Regions from separate parts of the Macaca mulatta genome. Here region 2 is linked to region 1. Evidence: chromatin contacts called from public Hi-C data. All regions are on one chromosome and are shown on one strand. The core of a region is the stretch at or near the end of the contact, and the rest is flanking DNA. Distances in the headings are between cores, read along the strand shown. Region 1 overlaps SOX5 (SRY-box transcription factor 5). Region 2 holds the start of SOX5 (SRY-box transcription factor 5).

Evidence for each region. Hi-C and Micro-C count contacts between places; a contact is called where the count stands out from the background.
Region 2: a contact with region 1 is called in a Hi-C map of fetal cortical plate, with 2.9 times the contacts expected there. The contact joins the promoter of SOX5 here to the enhancer-like site in region 1. A contact is called at or near these places in 2 of 14 Hi-C or Micro-C datasets (fetal cortex germinal zone and fetal cortical plate).

Annotation. Positions count from the first base shown.
Region 1 is chr11:26,277,561-26,281,819 of T2T-MMU8v2.0, forward strand. The region is part of intron 4 of SOX5 (SRY-box transcription factor 5); the gene reads right to left. Among named protein-coding and RNA genes, the nearest start is that of SOX5, 620 kb to the right of the region's middle. Within about 2 kb of position 2,606, at least 4 of the 40 cell types and tissues checked have an H3K27ac peak or open chromatin away from gene starts, as enhancers often do. A contact at or near this core is called in fetal cortical plate, where this site is marked.
Region 2 is chr11:26,899,822-26,903,856 of T2T-MMU8v2.0, forward strand. SOX5 (SRY-box transcription factor 5) reads right to left here and starts at 1,707. Exons shown (of 18, transcript XM_077953164.1): 1 at 1,257-1,707. LOC144332685 (a long non-coding RNA gene) reads left to right here and starts at 443. Exons shown (of 2, transcript XR_013400657.1): 1 at 443-511; 2 at 791-1,012.

The DNA.
Region 1 (4,259 bases), core at 1,356-3,855:
TATTTTATATTCAGTTATCACTCAAGGTCAAAGTTGAATTAGTGAATACATATTAAATTGAATAGTCTGAGCACCAGTTCATTCCGTTGTACACTAAATAATGGGAATACTATACATTATCCTAACGAATCTCCAACATAGACCTCTTAGAGTACAGATAAGAAAAAAGGAAGGAAATATTAACCTTAATTATATGTGACATCCCCCTGCAACCTCTTTTCAAACATATTATGAAACTCACTAGCTTAAAAAAAAAAAAAAAAATGACAAAGGGACCTCAGGAGAGAAGTGAAAAAAAAGTCTTTGGACTTTGAAAACCATTGCCCAACAAACACTGGCCCAGGGCAAATAACCAAAGGAAGAATTGTAGGCAAACAAATAATACTTTAACTCTGCAATTAGAATAAAAGTGTTTTAGAACTTTGTCAAGCAACCTAATTAACTGTGACTGAAAAATTAATAGTATAATAAAGTATTACTTTTCCACTTGTGTTCTCTTAGGTTAAGGAATATTTCTCATTTTCAGTGTTGTATTTCTTTTTCATTAGGATATCTTTTATTAGATAAACATAGTTTAAAATGATATGTGAAAGATCTTCTGTAAAAGTTTCACAACCAGTGTTCAAACAATCTATCTCCCTAGTATTTCAGTCGTACTTAATACAAAAACAAAAACAAACAAACAAAAAAAAAAAACAAAGGCAAATTCAGTACTAATGTAAACACTGACTACATTCTGAAATAAATTTTGATTAAAAATATGCCAAGAAAACATGATTTGGGTCTACTTCTTCTTTTTCTCCTACACTAAGAAATTAACAACAGGCAACACAGGTTAACTCTTTCCCTTCTTTTCTTGAAAATGTTCCTGAAGCCCTAAATGAGAGGACACATCCTTTATAAAATTTCTGCTCAGTGTCCCAATTGATCTAACTCCCTTAAACTGCCAATATCAAAATCATATAAGGCTCTGAGGCTTTTTTTGGCTCTATGCAGTGAATTTCATTTCTTCATATTACACTTACTCTCATGCATCTGATCCTTAGGTTTCAATGTGACAGAAATGATTGGGAAAGGTAGGGGAACCAAGAGTGCATAGAACATAATGAAACCCTATGCATCTCCACAATGAGAAATATTAAAGTGGAGCTACACATACATTTTTAAGAAAGATCATATCATCTGTTTTTTAACATTTTCTTTTCTAAAACACACTTTCTTTCAAAGATGTGAAGAGCAGAAATAGAAACGCTGTTACATATGAAAGTTTCAACGGATTTGCTGCCAGCAGCTTTTCTTTATAGTGTTCCTCTTACCTACACTATGTGTTGGCACTGGCAGGTAGCCCTAATTCGTTAGTAGCCAAATTATTTTTGTCCCTGAAGTACGAGAAATCTCCATAGCACATGAATGAGACATGGTTTACTAGTTTACACACATTTTATAACTCCAAGAAACCAAAACTCATTCACAAATGCTTTCATTTCAGCAAAGAGAAGGGCCACAGAATATCAGAGATATCCACTTTGAATTTCTGGTCCCATTGTCCATGAGAAAGTGAAGAGAAAAAAAAAATCTCTTTAACTTCAATAAAGAACTTTGATCCTTAATGCAAGAAAAATAAACAGCTTTCTGTTCACCACACTCCACATTTCATTTAAGTCAAAACATTTCAGTACAAGGCATTAAGAAAAAACGTCATTTAGTAATAAACCTAAATGTCTCCAGATAAAAATTCATCACGACGGCATAGTACGTTTAGATAATGTGGTTCATAATAACTAGCATCCTCATATTGCATGATCATCAGATACATTTATACGCTGCTGTACCACCTTCACTAAGTTACAGAGAACAATAATAAGAAATAAGCAACACTTAGAAAGAAACACATAACACAGAAATGCTGATTTAGCCACAGCAAAACAAATCTCTGAATTTTAAGACAAGACAAAAGTAAATGTATTAACACTAAAGAGCCAAGTGACTAAAATGTTACTTAGATAAAAGAGAGGTTTGAAATACAATGAGCCGAGTTCAGGTTTGAATTGATTTAAGGTTTGACACTGATTTCAAATGTCTATGAACATCCATAAGCTTTTGTTTTAAATTTTCCTTCTGTCATGTTTATGGGCAAAAACTCCTTAAACTACCTTGTAATATAGATTAATTACTTTCAAGCTGGGTGACAAAAGGGCATAATGACCGGAAAATGATACAAAAGAAACAAAAAACGCATGTTAACAAGTTTATCAACAAACCTGGGTAATTCTCATGAAGTACAGATTAAGGTTCAGTGGTTCCAAACTGGCAGCATTCAAATTGGGTTCATATTTGGGTTTTTTGTTTTGTTTGTTTTTTTAAACCACCTGTCCTAAAACGACATTGTTTATGCTAATTATCTTTGTTTATGCCACAATTCTGTTTGTTTACTACATTCTTTTAAAATACCATATCCCTATAAACAGTTCTCACCAGAATTCTTCTAAATCTTGTTTCGGTCTGGTCCTTCTCGGCAGCCCACTGAGCAGAATGCAGCTCTACAATGAAGGCGCAAGAGCTGGGAACAACTTTGAGTCTCTGACTCCTCAGGCTGGCAAAGGGAGGGAGTACTGCTGAGGTTTTACTCTCAGGCTCCAAGGGAAAAGGATACTGAATGTGGAGAAATGCAACACCCCCCTATTGGACAAGCAAAACCATACGCCACAATATATCCAGAGAAGATGTGTGAACTCTCAATTAGTAAGTAAAGAAAAGAATAGACAACACTAAAGGAAAGAAAGAACAGCTTCCAAACTGCAGGAGAAAACACAGAGGTCAGAAAGAATAAAAAGGTCTTCTCCTGAACCACTATCAGTTCCTGATCACAATGAAGGAATAGTGGCATTCTCCTAAAGCACGTCAAATTTAAATTTTTTTCCCACTCTAGCAATACCACTTGATCCTGTTTATCTACATAGTAATCAAATTTCACATTTAATACAAATGATGATGCTATCAATCAATGAAAGAGAAAGAAGGAGAGAATGAAGGAAGGAAGGAAGACTTTGTTATGTTTTTGTCCATTTCTTGTTCAAGAAAATTTTCCATTAGGAAGGAGATATTTCATGCTTTGGCTAAACCTTTAAAAATCTTATTATCTTACTGCCATCATCGGAATCAGAGACCTGGCATATTGGAACTATACATGAGTTAGTACAAGAGAAAAACTTAGATTAGTTTCTTTCCCAGGCTGTTGGATAACCCCATTGAAATTATAAATGAATAACAAATTATGAAAGAAAACAAAACTCATCAGTTATACTTATTTAACTAATCTATAAAAAGGGAGATATTCAGCCTCCATAATGCACATCTGCATTATACAATATACTCATTAGGTTGCTGAAGAATTGATAGTGGAAAGAAAACAGACAATAAAAATCAGCCTTTACCCATGAATGTAATTTTGCTTTCTAAATGCATTATGAGTGCAATTCATATGAAATAGTTTCCAACTCTGTGAAGGACTAATGTGCTAAAGAATCAGAACAGGTCTTATTATCTGCCTCTCATGTATGATGCCTATACAAGATTTTTGCCAAAAGCTTCCTAAGAACAGGTAAATACTTTAACATGTGCTTATTATATTTGAGAAACACAAGATAAGAACACACCAACATGTGAAGTAAGCGTAATATTTGCACATTTCTATGTCTATCAAACCTGCTAAACACTGAGCAGTACACAATGTCACCTGACATTTAACCCTTAATTGTTCTTGGTAATCAGTCAGGTCTCCTGCCAAGTCTTCGGGACAGTATTTCAGCATAAGTGTGATAGAAATGTGGTTTATGAACTGCCTCATGCAAGCTGCATTCCAAACCAATGTCTTAGCTCAGTTAGCTTGCAAATTATTGACATGGTAATTAAAATCTATACTCAGTTGTAGACATTGTCTCCTCTACAAAGTAGTAGTAAATAACAAATAAATAAAATTACCAAAGGCTATCAGAACATCCTGAAAACATAATATCAAACTTACAGGTTTACAGTTGCCATTAGGTGACAGAATGTGAACAGATAACTTTTCTGTGATTCACACCTAGAGTGTGCCTGCTAACCTGAATGCACTTATCACTCGTGAGCACAATGGATTTTTTTGTTGTTGTTGTTAAAGTCTTTAATTAAGCAAAATATATCTGTGTAATAAATATTTCATTACTATGGTCAAACTTTAGGTAACTAAAATACCACTAATGTCAAAGAGTAGTTTTTTG
Region 2 (4,035 bases), core at 457-2,956, 620 kb after region 1:
TCCTTATGCCTTTCTTGACAAACTCCTTTGGCTATCTGGGTATGTGAGGATCTCAACTGGGTTCCAGCAAACCCCTAAACTTTTGTAAGAAAGTACAGTTGACTGCCACCCAGAGTGCCTGGACTGCCTGGCACCGAATGTAGGGTTCTGCATATTCACAGGATTTCTCGTCTTGACCTGCTTTAGCTGAGAAGGGAACACATTAAAATGAATTCACATTCATCACATTCTGAATTTAGTCACAGAAACCAACGTCTTCAGATATTCACCAGGGTCAATCTATTTATTAATATAGTCGCTTTGCAAAGTGTAGGGAAAATGACTACTAAAATATGTAAACAGTGCTTCGTGTGCATCCGATCAATACTCAACAAACTGCTGCTCTCCAACGCAAACATTTCCAAATCCAATTTGATTTCAACTCGTATAACCTCTTTTCATTGCTTCTTATTGCTGTAGCCCGAAAGTGCAAGCGAGATTTCCCAAACCCGCGCTTAAAGTGACACAACACGTGAGTGGTCTTCACTTTGTACACTGAGTGAGGAGGGGGAAAAAAAGTAGTTGCAATTAAAATTAAAGCTTCCGGTCTCTGAAATCCCTAGAATCCTGAAGGATGAGACTTGTTTCCGAAATTCCGGGCGGGAGGGAGGGGGAATGGTAGGGAGAAGGATTGCAGAAAGCGAAACAAAAAGACGAAAGAGTCGGGGGGTGGGGGTGACTAAGGTTAGGGGGTGGGCCGGGGGTCGCTCTGATATCCTAGAAGGGCTAAGGGGCTTTGTCCAACTTTTAGGGTCTGGCCTTGGACGTTCGCCGCGATGCCCAGCACAGCCCAGGGTTCTCCCCGCACTCCTGCCCTCCTCTCGCATCAACCACCTCCACCGCCACCACTTACAAAACAATACCAGCAACAGTACGCAGGCTTCCCAACAAAAATAGAAAGTTATCCCGTCTCCGGGTCGGGGTCCAAGCCCGCGCTCCAGGGTCCCCCGGCCAGCCGCCCCCGGGGATGACAGGGCCACTCCGCGCCTCGGGCCGCCTCCCACCTCTCCGTCACCCCCAACCCAGTCCCCCTCCCTCTGTACTTGAGGAAACTCCGGCGGCGGCCCCCTCCCTCCTCCGCGGCTCTCCAGCTGGAGCCGGGAACGAGTGCTGAGTGGCGGGCCCGGCGAGCGGCAGAGGGGAGCTCTGCGCCTTGGAGGTCTGCCCACAACAACATCGGGACGAACAACAAAGTTAAAACGCAGCGATTCACGCACCTTACCCGGTCTCGTTAATGCCTCCTCCGGCGTGGGATGCAAAGTGGCACAGAGGCGGGCTGGGGGCCCCCGGGAGGAGACTGGAGATGGGTTTTGGTGGCTCGCCTTTTTCACTCTGTGTGTGTGTGTGTCTGTGTGTGTGCGTGTGTGCCGGTGTGTGTGTGTGTGCGCGCGCGTGTCCCTCTCTCTCCCCCCGTCTCTCGCTCGCCCGCTCGCTCGCGCTCCCCGTGTTGCTCTCAAGGACGAGGTGAAATCCCTTTGCTGGTCATGAGGCGGCTTCAGAGACAAACAACACAATGCGAGTGCAAATAACAAAAGGCAAAAAGACAGTAGGAACAATGGGGGAGGCGAGGGCAGCGCACCAGCCGGCGGTCACCGCGGCCCGGCGCCCGCCCCGGGGGGTGCGGCGGGGGCGGGAGCGGGCGCGGGGGCGGCGCCGGGGGCTCCCGCTCCCTCCAGGTCGCCCCTGAGCTCCCGCAAGCCCACCCTGACCTCCTTCCTGCAGCTCGCCGCCCGGCCGCCCTCTCTATCCATCCGAAGGGAAGGAGCCCCAGAGTTTTCTTCCCCGTCTGCTGCAGAGTAACTAGATTGTTAATAACGCGGCGATTACCCACACCGTGCAGGAATTTTTTTTTTTTTAATCTGCCCTCCACTTAAAGGAGCGATAAAAATGAAATGGCAGGAGTGGAAGGAGCCAGGGAGAGCGGGATATCTCTAGATCTCGATGGAGCTCGCATCTGTAAATACGCATTCATGTTTAGTCAAGTCCCTTTGTCAACTTCTTCCCGGCGCCGGAGCCTCAGCCGCTGCCCTGCGCCCAGGAACTGGCCCCTCCCGGCCCCCCAGCCCAGTGGTCAAGCGGTCGGGCCGGCAAGGAGGGCGCGCTCGGGGGGCTGCGGGGTCCGTGGAACCTTTCCGGGAGGCGAGCCGCGGGCTGCTGGGCGCGGAGGCTGGAGCCGCGAGAGGTTCGGCTGCTGAAGCGGCCACTGCCTCCCCGAGCCCGGCTCCGCGCCGCGCGTCCCCGCCGCCGCCGGCACTGTGCACCCACCTACTCCTTGGGCATTGAGGTAGGGGAGAAAAGTTTTGAGGCGCTCTCATCTCTGCCTCCGGGGTGGTTGAACTGGTTTGGTTTTGTGTTGAGCGAAGCCAAAAAAGAAAGAAGAAGAGAAGAAAAAAAACGACCACACACACACACACACACACACACACCCCAACCCAAGAACCAGGGAATGAAATTTAGTGATATTTAGGGAGAAATAAGGCTGAGCGCTGGGCTCCGACTCTCTGCCGCGACACTTGAGTGGGCGCGTGGACCCTCGGAGTCCCATCCCCATCAGAAGAAACTCCATCGGTGATGCCCCGAGCAGAAGCTGTGGGGCTGATTTAAGTGTGTGCTCTGACAGCTCCCGGGCTGCTCCGGCGCTTATCTCTTCTAATCTTACTTTCATTGACTTAAAACAGCTGCCGGTTTGCCAGGGGAAAAAATCCTATTAAATCTCAAACCAGGGTGGGGCGGGGGCGGGGGTTCCTGACAGTGATCTTCCCAGAGCTGGTGTCCAGAAAAGAGCAGGGGGAAGGGAGAGCACTCACGCGGGAAGCTGCGGGTTGGGAAGCGGGTGATGCAAAGGGGACTAAGGAAACAATTCGAGCAACACGTTTCTTTTCCTCGCTGTAGCCTTCTCTCCGTTTGCTTTTATGCCAAGGTGCGTGTTCTCTGTCCCCATCTCTATAATTCTCTGCAGACGCGCAACCATTGACTGAACCGCGTCCCTGGGCACCCCCAGCATTACCCAGAGTGCAACAACACCATCAGGAGATCAATGACCAGACTCTATGTATTCTTAACGCGCCTAGAAGAGCAGGACACCGGAGGAGCTTGGGAGCGAGGCTCGGGGCTTGGCTGTCTCCGGGCGATCTCTCCCAGACTTTTTCCGGGCTGATTTCTAAACGGCAGTTAGTAAGCAAATATAATTTCTCAATGCATGCCACACATACCAATCACAATATATTCACCTAGGAAAGTGAGACATCCTTTCTCCCCCTTTCCACCCTTTGTAGATTTGTTTCTGGAGATGGGTTGCTAATACCTGAGATTTACACTTGTCTAGGGCGGAAACTTTCCCGAGTGTTTGACGATTGATTATGTGGTACCTGTTTTCTAAAAAAGGCTAAACACCTTTCCCTGGAAGAAAAGTGAGAAATGTAAATCTTAATAACTCAAGGCAAAAATTTCAAAGTGTAAGCACAGCTATTATCCACTCCCACAAAGAAAACTTCCTCTTACACAAATATTTGATAGCATAGAGCCCAGTAATTAAGAGAACAATCAAATAAGCTCAGGGCTTTCGTGGGGACTTCTAACTTATCGTCTGCCTAGAATTTATAAGCAGTGTAATCATTTGCTGCTTGGATATAACTCTGGATATAGCAATCTAAATGTCCATCCTTAACCAATTTTACTATGCTTTCCTAAGTATTTAATGAGAGAGATGGATAATAATAATATTCAAATTGCTGGTTCAATGTGGCTTCATCAACTGTGTGAAAACATTCTGTGTGTGTGCGTGCATGAAACACATTTCCTATATGTTTCCTTTCCTTACATTTTCTCTACCATGCATCGGAGCCACGTGCCTATATGGCATAAGAATTCGTCAATGATCATACTCCACATTACATTTAAGAGTTACTTTTATTCTAAGAGTTTCCGGTGTATGATGAATGGTTTCTTCTCTTTTTGTTGTTGTTGTTGTTGTTTGTTGAGGTTTATTCTCATAAT